2 separate regions of the Zea mays genome follow, and region 1 is linked to region 2. The links are chromatin contacts, called in public Hi-C maps. All regions are on one chromosome and are shown on one strand. Each heading gives the region's core, a stretch centred on a gene start, on an enhancer-like site or on the middle of the called end of the contact. The rest is flanking DNA. Distances are from core to core; before and after follow the strand shown. Region 1 holds the start of LOC100382023. Region 2 holds the start of LOC103634435.

What was found. Hi-C and Micro-C count contacts between places; a contact is called where the count stands out from the background.
Region 1: a contact with region 2 is called in a Hi-C map of leaf, with 2.9 times the contacts expected there. The contact joins the promoter of LOC100382023 here to the promoter of LOC103634435 in region 2. A contact is called at or near these places in 3 of 25 Hi-C or Micro-C datasets (leaf, leaf mesophyll and tassel).

The regions. Positions count from the first base shown.
Region 1 is chr7:182,221,418-182,226,230 of Zm-B73-REFERENCE-NAM-5.0, forward strand. It overlaps LOC100382023, which reads right to left and starts at 2,586. Exons shown (of 13, transcript NR_159436.1): 1 at 2,207-2,586; 2 at 1,496-1,577; 3 at 1,230-1,331; 4 at 432-1,162; 5 at 144-240.
Region 2 is chr7:182,078,736-182,083,750 of Zm-B73-REFERENCE-NAM-5.0, forward strand. LOC103634435 reads right to left here and starts at 3,081. Exons shown (of 9, transcript XM_008655958.2): 1 at 2,647-3,081; 2 at 796-981; 3 at 560-652; 4 at 301-483; 5 at 103-196; 6 at 1-14. The coding sequence starts at 2,952.

The DNA of each region.
Region 1 (4,813 bases), core at 1,336-3,835, 140 kb after region 2:
AAAATCTGGACAGGAGGAAAGTCAAATGCTTTTGATGTTCCTTCCAAATAACTTTTGGAAGACAAATCAGGCAATCGGCAATATACAATAAAAAAAAACATGTTTAAATTATGAAAAGGAAGCCAAACAGATGTTAAAGTTACCTCGGCACAAGCTTTTGGAAGAACAAGGCGCCCTATGCGGCCTGCATCACTCGCACTCAGGACCTTCTCGAACAATGGAACGATTGTGGAATTTGAACTTGCAAAATATAGTCAAGGAAGATAAAAGAAAAACTATATCTGTTACACAAGAAATTTATGCATCATATTATAAGGGTTTAAGCCTAATGAGCTATTCTAGAGCCTTGATGTATAAGTTACTAAATGTCTGAGATCAATGTCACCAGGAAGTTCACAGTTTCAAATGTATGGAGACCTTATCAAGGATACTCTCCAGATATTTGTTGCAGCTCTTGGTCTGTTATTCTTGGCCAATACCGAGGAAGTAATTGATTGCGGCCCCTTCCTTCAGCAGGTGGCCTAGCAACACGAAGATGCGGAAACATGTCTCTAGTTGGATCAAAAGCTGCACCCTCACCAACCCTTGGTGGTCTGGTCAGGAAATGCCGAGCCCTTTGTGCGTGCTGAAAGGGGGACAGTGCAGTGGTAAGTTCTCTTCCTTCAGCAATGGCTGTCGTTGGCGATAGCATAGGTCTTTCCGCTGTTGAAGTAGCCTCCATCCTGTTTCCATTGTTTGCAATACCTAGGTTCATGCTCAGACATGCCTCTGGAAACGATTCACTTGTTGTGCTATCTGTAGTTGGATCCTTATTGTCATCTCTTCGAGTACACTGAGGTGACTCTAATGCACTTTGAGACCTAGTTAGTAAAGGTCTTCCCATGTCCCCAATATTAAGGGTTGGTTGTTCCCATTTAATCTGCCTTGGACCATTCTCTATCTCTTTTTGTCTCAAGATGTTACTGCTCTGTCCAGCCTCTATGCCGCTTACCATGAACAGGTGACTACTCTTATTTACAATAGCAATATCATCATTTCTGGAATCCAACATAAGAGAGGGTGGTTGTTCAAATTTTCTGCTTGACAATAACTCGTCGCTTTTACCAAAAAACAGCAGATTGTTTGGACATGGAAAGAGCTTTGGAACCACTTGTCCAGAAGCCTGTAAAAAAATATAATCAGAATATTTGAAATGTAAAGGTGAATAATGTGACAAAAAAGGGACTTACAGACTGAGCTGCTGAATTTTTCATGCAAGTGACACATTGAATTCCTCCACTGTCAAGTAGATCATAAGAGTTCTTTGAAGCAACACATCCACAATGGAGGCGCTGAAACAGTAGAGTTTCATAAGAACACTGTGGCATCACAAGAATTTGCAGAATCGATTCCTCTGCAGTCGACCGCATGAGTGACAAAGTCACCACGGGCTCAGACTACACTCAACTGCAGAGGATCTCATAGCAGAATTTGCAGGCTTGAGTCGCCACCTCACCTTGCCACAAAATGAGCAGTCTCTCCATCCTGATTCCTTTTGGTGAAATATATCACAAAACACGAACTGTTCATATGCCAACCTAGGTGCACCAGAAACCACACAATATAAATTACGGGCCAATCTAGTAGGAATTAAACAACAAGGCTTTACTGAGAGAGAGAAGGATGAAGCAAAGCAGCAACGATGAACCGGATCCTTGGGCTACTGACGGAATTGTCGATTGCAGCTCGAGGGCCGTGAACCAACAACTGGCACCAAATCGCTCGGTCAGAATTCCACGACCCACCCAGACACTCCAGCAAACGAGGCAGAGTCAACGCAGCTTTCCGGAGTACGGCACGTTTTCCGAATTTCCGCATAAATCCGCTTGTAGTATGTTGTTGGGTTTCGGCGTTTCGCTAGGGAATCCACGGCGACGAATGATGCGCAAATCGCCGCGCCTTTATTAGCAGGTAGCCAGGTAGGTACTCGTACGAAATCACGTCCTCTTTTCCTCTGTATATATTGTCTAAAAAAAAGGAAGTGGAAAGGAGGGGGGAGGGCAAAGCATCGAGACGCAAAAGGGGATGAGAAGCCGAACGGCATGAAGCGATCCATCCATCCAATCGAGGTGCCCCCCCATTCGGGAGTCTAGCCGCAGGAGGCGCCGACGGCGCATAGGAGTCGGATAAGCAGCAGAGTGGGCAGGGAGGAGGAGGAAGGCCGTACCCACACTTGTCGCAGAGCAGGGCGAAGCCTCCGGATCGCAGCGGCCAGCCCTTCCTCCAGTCCCCTCCCGCCCCGACCACCACAGATGACGCCGGCAGCGCGCCGCAGGCCGGGTTCATGCACCTCTTGGCCGCCGCCGCCGCCGCGCCGGCGCCCGCCATAGCCATGGGTGACCGGCGAGCGCAGCCACTCCGCCGGTCAGAAGAGGTCGGCTGAGCGCATCACCCACGGAGAGAGAGAGCGAGAGCGAGAGAGAGTGAGAGGGAGACGGGCCGAGACGCTAGAGGAGGCGGTGGGGGAGGCGTAGCTTTCCGGTGGACGTGGAGGGGACAACGAACGCGCGCACCCACAGGCACAGCCGCGGGGCGGTCGCTGGTGGCGATTGGTGCATGCGGATGCGGGTGCGGTGCGGGGAAGACAAGGAATGGAAAACGAGACGGGAGGCAGGGGTGGTTGTACTAGTAGTATAGTAGTAGTAAAACAAACAGAACAGCAACAGCCCATCCTCCTCTCCTCTCGTCGCAGGCGCGCAGCATAGAGATAGAGTAGTGCTCACTCACTCTCTTGCAGGACAGGAGAGTTGCAGGTGGACGAAATTTTTTATATATTTCTTCTGGGAAAAAAAGGGACAGGAAAGCAAGCAAAGTGATGGGCACTTTCGGGGTGCTGCTTGGAGGCTGGAGCCATGGCAAGCACGACATGCTCTGGTCTGCTGCCTTTTTGTATTTCTTGCTGCCGGGGGAACCAGCGTGCGTTGCCTGTGTTGCTCTCTTTCCCGTCCACGACGACGATGGCAGGGATGGCTGTTGCCGCCAGGCGTGCAGCGTGCCTTGCCTGCCTGCCTTGTTTGTTTCATGCACCATCGTCGTCACATATTACGACGCTCTGATGGGTCATGGAGCAAAAAGGAAAAAAAGAAACCCGTGGGCGCCGCGCCATTGACGTCCGTGCCAATCGACGTGCATGCAGTTGTGGTGTGCCGCCGGCAGAACGCGCAGGCAAGAAGCAAGACACGTGGTTACTGTAGGGGGCACGAGACACTTCAATGCCGGGCGGGCGATCCGGCGGGCTCGCCTCCGCACGCACCGTGTAGTAACGTAACGTCGCCTTCAGCTGCTGCTGCTGCTGCTGCAGCTAGTACTCTAGTGACAGGTGGGAACCTGAGCCGGCCGACCGCGCTGGCGTGGCGCCCCGGCCTCCGCTCACAAGTCACAACACGCGCCAACGACGTGAACTCGTCACTTGTAGCCTCCGCTCCGCCTCGGCGCGCGGCAGGGAGGCAATCCGATAACTTTCCAGTCCAGACGGTGGTGGTGACGGTTGCCACGACGACGACGACGACGTCGATGGACGACGAGGCGAGGCGCGTCCGCGTCGCGGGCGGACTCGGCGTGACCGTGAAGCTGCCAGGGCCAGAGCATGCGTATGCATGCGTTGTCCGCTGCCGTCACCCGCCCGGCGCTCCACAGACAGACAGCTTCCATGCCGGGCGCACGCCTTGCCCTTGTGTCGTTGAGAAGAAGTATCCCTGCCCCGTCGTGGACACCTTGTCTCTGCCTAATCTCAACCGAGGGAATATTTCCATCAACGTGGACATCAGTACTCCAGTCTCAACTCTCAAGAATGGTTGGTTGGGCCCAGCCCAGGTCCGCCACTATCGGCCCAGAATGGCCTTTCCCTGCGACTCTGCCAATGGTTTTTTTTTCTTCTCATTTTTTACAGTTTTATAGATATATATACTATTTCTAAATATAATATAATACATTCAAAAAAACTAAGTCATGCTAATCGTTCTAGCGTGGCTAAATTAAACTCTCACGGTTAGCCTGCCAATTAGGGCTGCACAAAATCTTAGCTTGACGGACCGACTCAGGCCTGTCAATTCAGGTAAATGGACTTTTACCTCAGAGTTATCATCATTGGCCTCGAGGTTACACGTCTCGACGCTAATATATTAGTCGTGCTCACAGTCATAAGCGACTCAAACACTACACATGAGCCCCCACCATAAGTAAGCTCATGCACATTATTTCCTATATGTGTTGTGCGATGATCGTATTAGAGCTCACCCTTTCTATAACAACACCAGGTGAAGAGCAGGTATCATCAGAGGAGGACTACTACAATGAGTTCTACGAGATCTAGGCGTCGTCTCCCAGTCAACTATGGTGTCATGGAGATAGATATCTTAGCTCGATTTATTTACTATCAGTTATTTTATAAGACATTCTCATTATGTAATAAAGTTATGACATCCGTCTCTATACAATAAGTCATTGTATGTGTGGATCTTGTTTCTGCCGCACATATGAGATGCATCCAGATTTGCCCTTAAATTTAGATGTGACACCGTACATCCGGTGTGTCCATCAAACGACATTAGAAAGGATCAAGGGCATATTTCGCTATGTTGAAAGAAGCAAGGACCTAGGCTTACTTTATAGGGAAAACCAAGAGTTGAACTTGATTGGCTATGCATATGTAGGATACTTGTTTGATCTGTATTCATGCAAGTCATAAATTGGGTATATATATTTTTATGGTGGAACTACTATATCATGGAAGTCGTTCAAATAGACTTTGGTCTCAACTTCGACAAACCAATCT
Region 2 (5,015 bases), core at 1,831-4,330:
ATCTGTAGGTTCCACTGCAAGTTGCAAATTTTAACAATTAGACAAGAGATCATTCCACTGGCGATTCATATATATAAAACAAGACAAGAGCATATGACTCACCAGTTAATGATGACAAATCAACCTGACCATTTAAGCTAATGCCATACCGATCCCAGTCAAACTTGCTAAAATATTCCAAAAACCTATAAAGTGCCTGTTAAAAAAAGCAGGCAGTGCATGCAAAAGGGTCCGTTCAAATATCAGTTAAACATATTTGTAAAGAGGTCCAACGAAGTTCTGGGTTCCAAAAATTATTACCTCAAGAGGACCATGCAGAGACTTGTGGAACATATTGAATATGTAAAGAACAAGTGTTTCCAAGGCATAAGTAGATATCAGTCCATGGTGTGCTCCTAATATGCGACTTTCATGGTAGCACCAGGCCTTTATTAACATAATGCTCCTTTTGAACAAATGGTTCTGCCCAATCTGACGGTCAACCTAAGGGAGTAACAGTAACTCGTTGAATCTATAGTGTTCTTCAAACCCAAAAAGTGCATGTGGAGCATTTGCTTACCAGCTCAAGAAAGCAGAACGTGGACACCCCTCCAATCTGGTTGAAAGAGACATCCACTATAATGTTCTCGATAACACATTTTATAAGCTTAACCTAGTTGAACAATAGAATCAAAGTTAGCACAAGGGCAATATATATATCAAAATGTGCCAAGAAAAAAATAGTGTGTAGTATCAAGTGTCAACTACTTTGACACAAAAGTGGGCAAGATGCACAAGTAGGAATATGTACCGTACCTCAGCGTTGATGAACTGCAAGCCTGTGAGTTTGAACTCGGCGTCACAGTTTTCCTGCTCCGACTGGAGCATGCTGCGGACATCATCGATGAATGTACTGTTTAACCATGTGTTCCCCAGTACAGTTATATCAACGTCGCCATCGGGGAGATACGTCCTCAGAGGCACTGATCCAAACGCAAAGACCTGGGGATCATATGATGTTACAGAAACAGCAGTTCAAAATAAAGGAGATCATTTTTGTTTCAGTAAATAAAATGTGTGTGCTGAAGTTTAAAAGAAAGGAGATAAGGTGCTGCGAACTGATAAGAAAATACACTGAGAAAATGTGCTTTGCACTACACTAACATCAGCAAACCAACGAGGAAATGTGGATGTAGCCAACACGGTGCCTTTTTTAATTGCAGACAAAGTTTCAGCAGTTCGGCGAACGACACTGAAGAAACGGCGGGAGCATAGGAGGACAAGGCGCGTGAAGTTCGAATTCGGCATCCATACACACGCGTTCATGGGCCGGAGTGGGCCGAATGAGCTTGGGCTGCGTCCCATAAATACGTTGAGATTGTAATAACCGGATAACAAGAATTTGGAGAAGAAATATAATACTCGCCGTCTTCCTGCCTCTTCTTCCTGTTCCCAACTCTATCTGCTTTCCCCTTCTCCACGGCCCTACTCAAACCTTAACACAAAGCAAAAGTTTCCAGATCTCATGCGTGCACCACAGTTGAACGCAGTACGGTGGCAGGAAGTGCGGAAGGAACCTACGTCTACGTGTACGCTGATCGCTCCTGCTCTGTGGCATCTATCCGTATCTCAAATATTGTTGCCTTGTTAGTCTGTGGCCACAGCAAGCCGAGGAGGTTGACATGAAAGCGTGGTCACCAGATTTCATCAGTAAATATAAATAGGATATGCTCGCTGCATTAGCCTAAAAATGGTCAGGCCCGGGCATGCACGCTCGTCTATAAGCTATAGGCATGCATGCCCTCTGCCGTGGCATGTAGCTAGAGCAGGCGGACACATTTGAGCTGCCTGAACAGTGGTAGCAGCAGTTGTCGAATGCAGCGGCAGCGGCCAGCGAACCAACAAGACTACAGGAGAGCATTGCAGAGGCACACGCAAATACTACGCGCATGAAGAGAACAGCCATGTACGGAGAAAAAAAATAGCCATGGGCCCATGCCCATGGCACGTGTGTGTCTTTTTCGCAAGAAAGAAAGGACGCGGAGAAAGCTACGGGCTACATATCCCCTGCGGGCTGCGGCGACAGCGACCACATAGTCCACGTCACGTCACTAGCGACAGGGTCTAAACCATCATGCGACAGTGTCAACGGCAAATCAGTAAAATAGGACGACAGTACAGGATTATATGATACGTCGTACTTATATGTTATAATAACAAGCATAAAAAATATTATGTTAATTAATGAGAAAATATTTTGTATCTCTATAATAATGATGATGATCTAGTCTAATTACACACATGAACATCGACGACGACGAGCATGAGCCTAGGCCTACTAGGACCCACCACTCCACCAGGTCCTAGACGACGAGACGAGAGCGACGGCGTGCAGTGCAGTACGCGGCGATGCGATTGGGATCGGGGTTGCGGGTACGCAGCGCGGGCCAGCCAGCGGCACGAGGCTTCCGTTCAGCAAGCAGCGCCGCCGCACGAAACGAAACGAAACGGAAAAGCTAAACCCCCCTTCTTCCCTTTCTCTCCCTCCCCTCCCGAAGCTGAAGACGACGACGAGAACCCGGCCGATCGAGGCACCATGCATATATACGGTGGGGGGAATGGAGAGGGATCGGAGCGGGGGCGCACGCACGCACGCACGCAGTGTACCTCGCAGCCGAGGCAGGAGCCGATGAGTCGCCTGAGGTAGGCGATGACGTCCTGGCGGCGGCGCTCCGCCTCCCGGGTGGGGTGGACGCGCAGCACGACCTCGCCGGCGGCCGCCTCCGCGGCGCGCAGCGCGTCCCGCCGGATCGCCGCCGCCGCCGGCGCCCTCCTCGCCATGACCGCCGCCAGCGTTTCGCTCGCGCCGGCGCCGGCGCCGCCCCTCGCCCACGGGAGCGACCGCCCGGAGTCGGCGCAGGGCACGAACCACCCGCCGTCGGCTCCCTGGACGCGGCCGCCCAAGTGCGCCATTGCTGGAGCAAACGGAGGAATCCGATCGGGACGAATGGAAAGTGCCGCGGGCGGAATCGGGAAGATGGGTTTTCGTTCGCCCTGCGACTCTGCGAGGCAGCAAAAGATTTCTGGCGATTCTTCTTTCCCCCCCCCCCCCCCCCCCCCCCCCCCCCCCCCCTCTCCTTCTCCTCTGGGATCGGGTCGGGTCGGGTCCGGTGGGGATCCAGGTGGCGTTGGTTTGGTATCTTCGGCTGCGGGCTGCTGCTGCTCTGACAAGGTGTGGAAGTGGTTTCGTTCTCGCTACCTACCTAGTACTACCTGGGTCTCTCTGCACTCGCCTGCCGCTGCTTATATATATACAGAGAAGGGATAGAGGCTTCGCTACCTGTAGATAGATAGAATAGATTGATTAATTCTGCCTTTTCTTCTTTAAAATAATATTATATATACGATTTGTGGGGTCTAATTATATATGGACAAAAAGAAAAAAGAAAAAGGAAGGAGATGTGGAGGATGAGTGCTAAAACAGGGGGCTGGGGGATATTTAAAATCGATAAGGACATCCAGGTCATGTATGCGTCATTGGGGGTTCTCCGATCCGTCGCTAAAGTGACTGCGTATGTAGAGTTTGTAGACACATCTCCGCTCTGTTGTTTACAAAAGTCAAGTTAAACGTGTTAACTGTCGACGAGAGCGTACGTGCTTGTGCACCGACAAATGGATGCCAAAATCTTTGTTTGTCTTTGACAAGTGTCGGGCACGTACGTACGTATTTTGATTAATTTCCACAAACGGCATAACATGTCCTTCCTACCTAGCTAGAAAGCGGATGAGGAATCGGCCCATTCGACCGTACCGATCGTTGAGTACAATTTTACTAGCAGTACAAGGGGAAAAAATTCCATCTCGCATCCATGAGGTTTACTAATATATCGCACATACTAATGCTAATCTCGAAGAGAATGGTGGCTGCACGAGGGAAGGGGTTGACAGCGACGGCGCGAGTGAGGGGAGAGAACGACAGAATCGTGGTTAGAGGTAGAGGGATGAGTGACAAGAATTAATTCACATAATATTGTTCATTGACTTGAGTGAGTAAGAGAGGTATCCATCGATCTGAACCGTTGGTTTTGATGATGTGTTAAGTCAGTGTGCAATTTATTTGATGGATTATTTAGTGAATGTTATGAATGTGGGTTGATTTGATTTAATGGGTTCTGTAAATTTTATGTGTTGTACTACCTCCATCTTTTTATATTTGACGTTAAACAGCACAAAAATGAAAACATCAAATAAAAAAATATGGAGGGAGTATTATATACTGCCATAGTGGTATAGATATAGATGAACACACACCAAAAAAATTGGGTGCCTTAATATTAGGGAAACTGACGAGGTGCAGTCAGAGGCCACTGCTATAATATACAGCACAGAGATCTCCGTCTTCTAAAGAAGAATGGAATATAATCACATCATTCATTTCCTGCTAGTACGTACATCATCAGAGAATCCAGAGGCACATTGATTATTTTCTTCAAATACAATATAGATAGACGATGCAAGCAAAGGAGGCAAGGTAAATAGGAGTATACTCCCATTAATTGTTTCATTTCAGTAACATTTTTATACAATTGTCTATATATAATGATTAATTTCTCGAAAACCACGAATTCCATTTCTTCCGTAGAACGGGAGGGCAGTACGTATACGTTTATTACCACCTCTCTTGCATATATTGCTTGTGTCCATGTATATTTATTTCTCTCTCTGGCCAAGTATATACTCACTCCGTTCCAAATTATAATTCGTTTGACTTTTTTGGACCAAGTTTGACCGTTCCGTGTTATTCGATTTTTTTTTTTGCAAAAAACTGGAAAATTCAAAGCCAAAACTAAAGTATATTATATGCTAAAAAATAATATAGTAAAAATTTATAATAATTGTGACCTTTTTTTTAATAACGTGAGTCGGTCAAATTTAGATTAAAAAGGTCAAAAGAATTATAAATTGGAACGGAGGAACTATATGGCAGTAGAGATGGAGAACACGTATACTTGGTATATTGTTATTGTTCTCTTAAC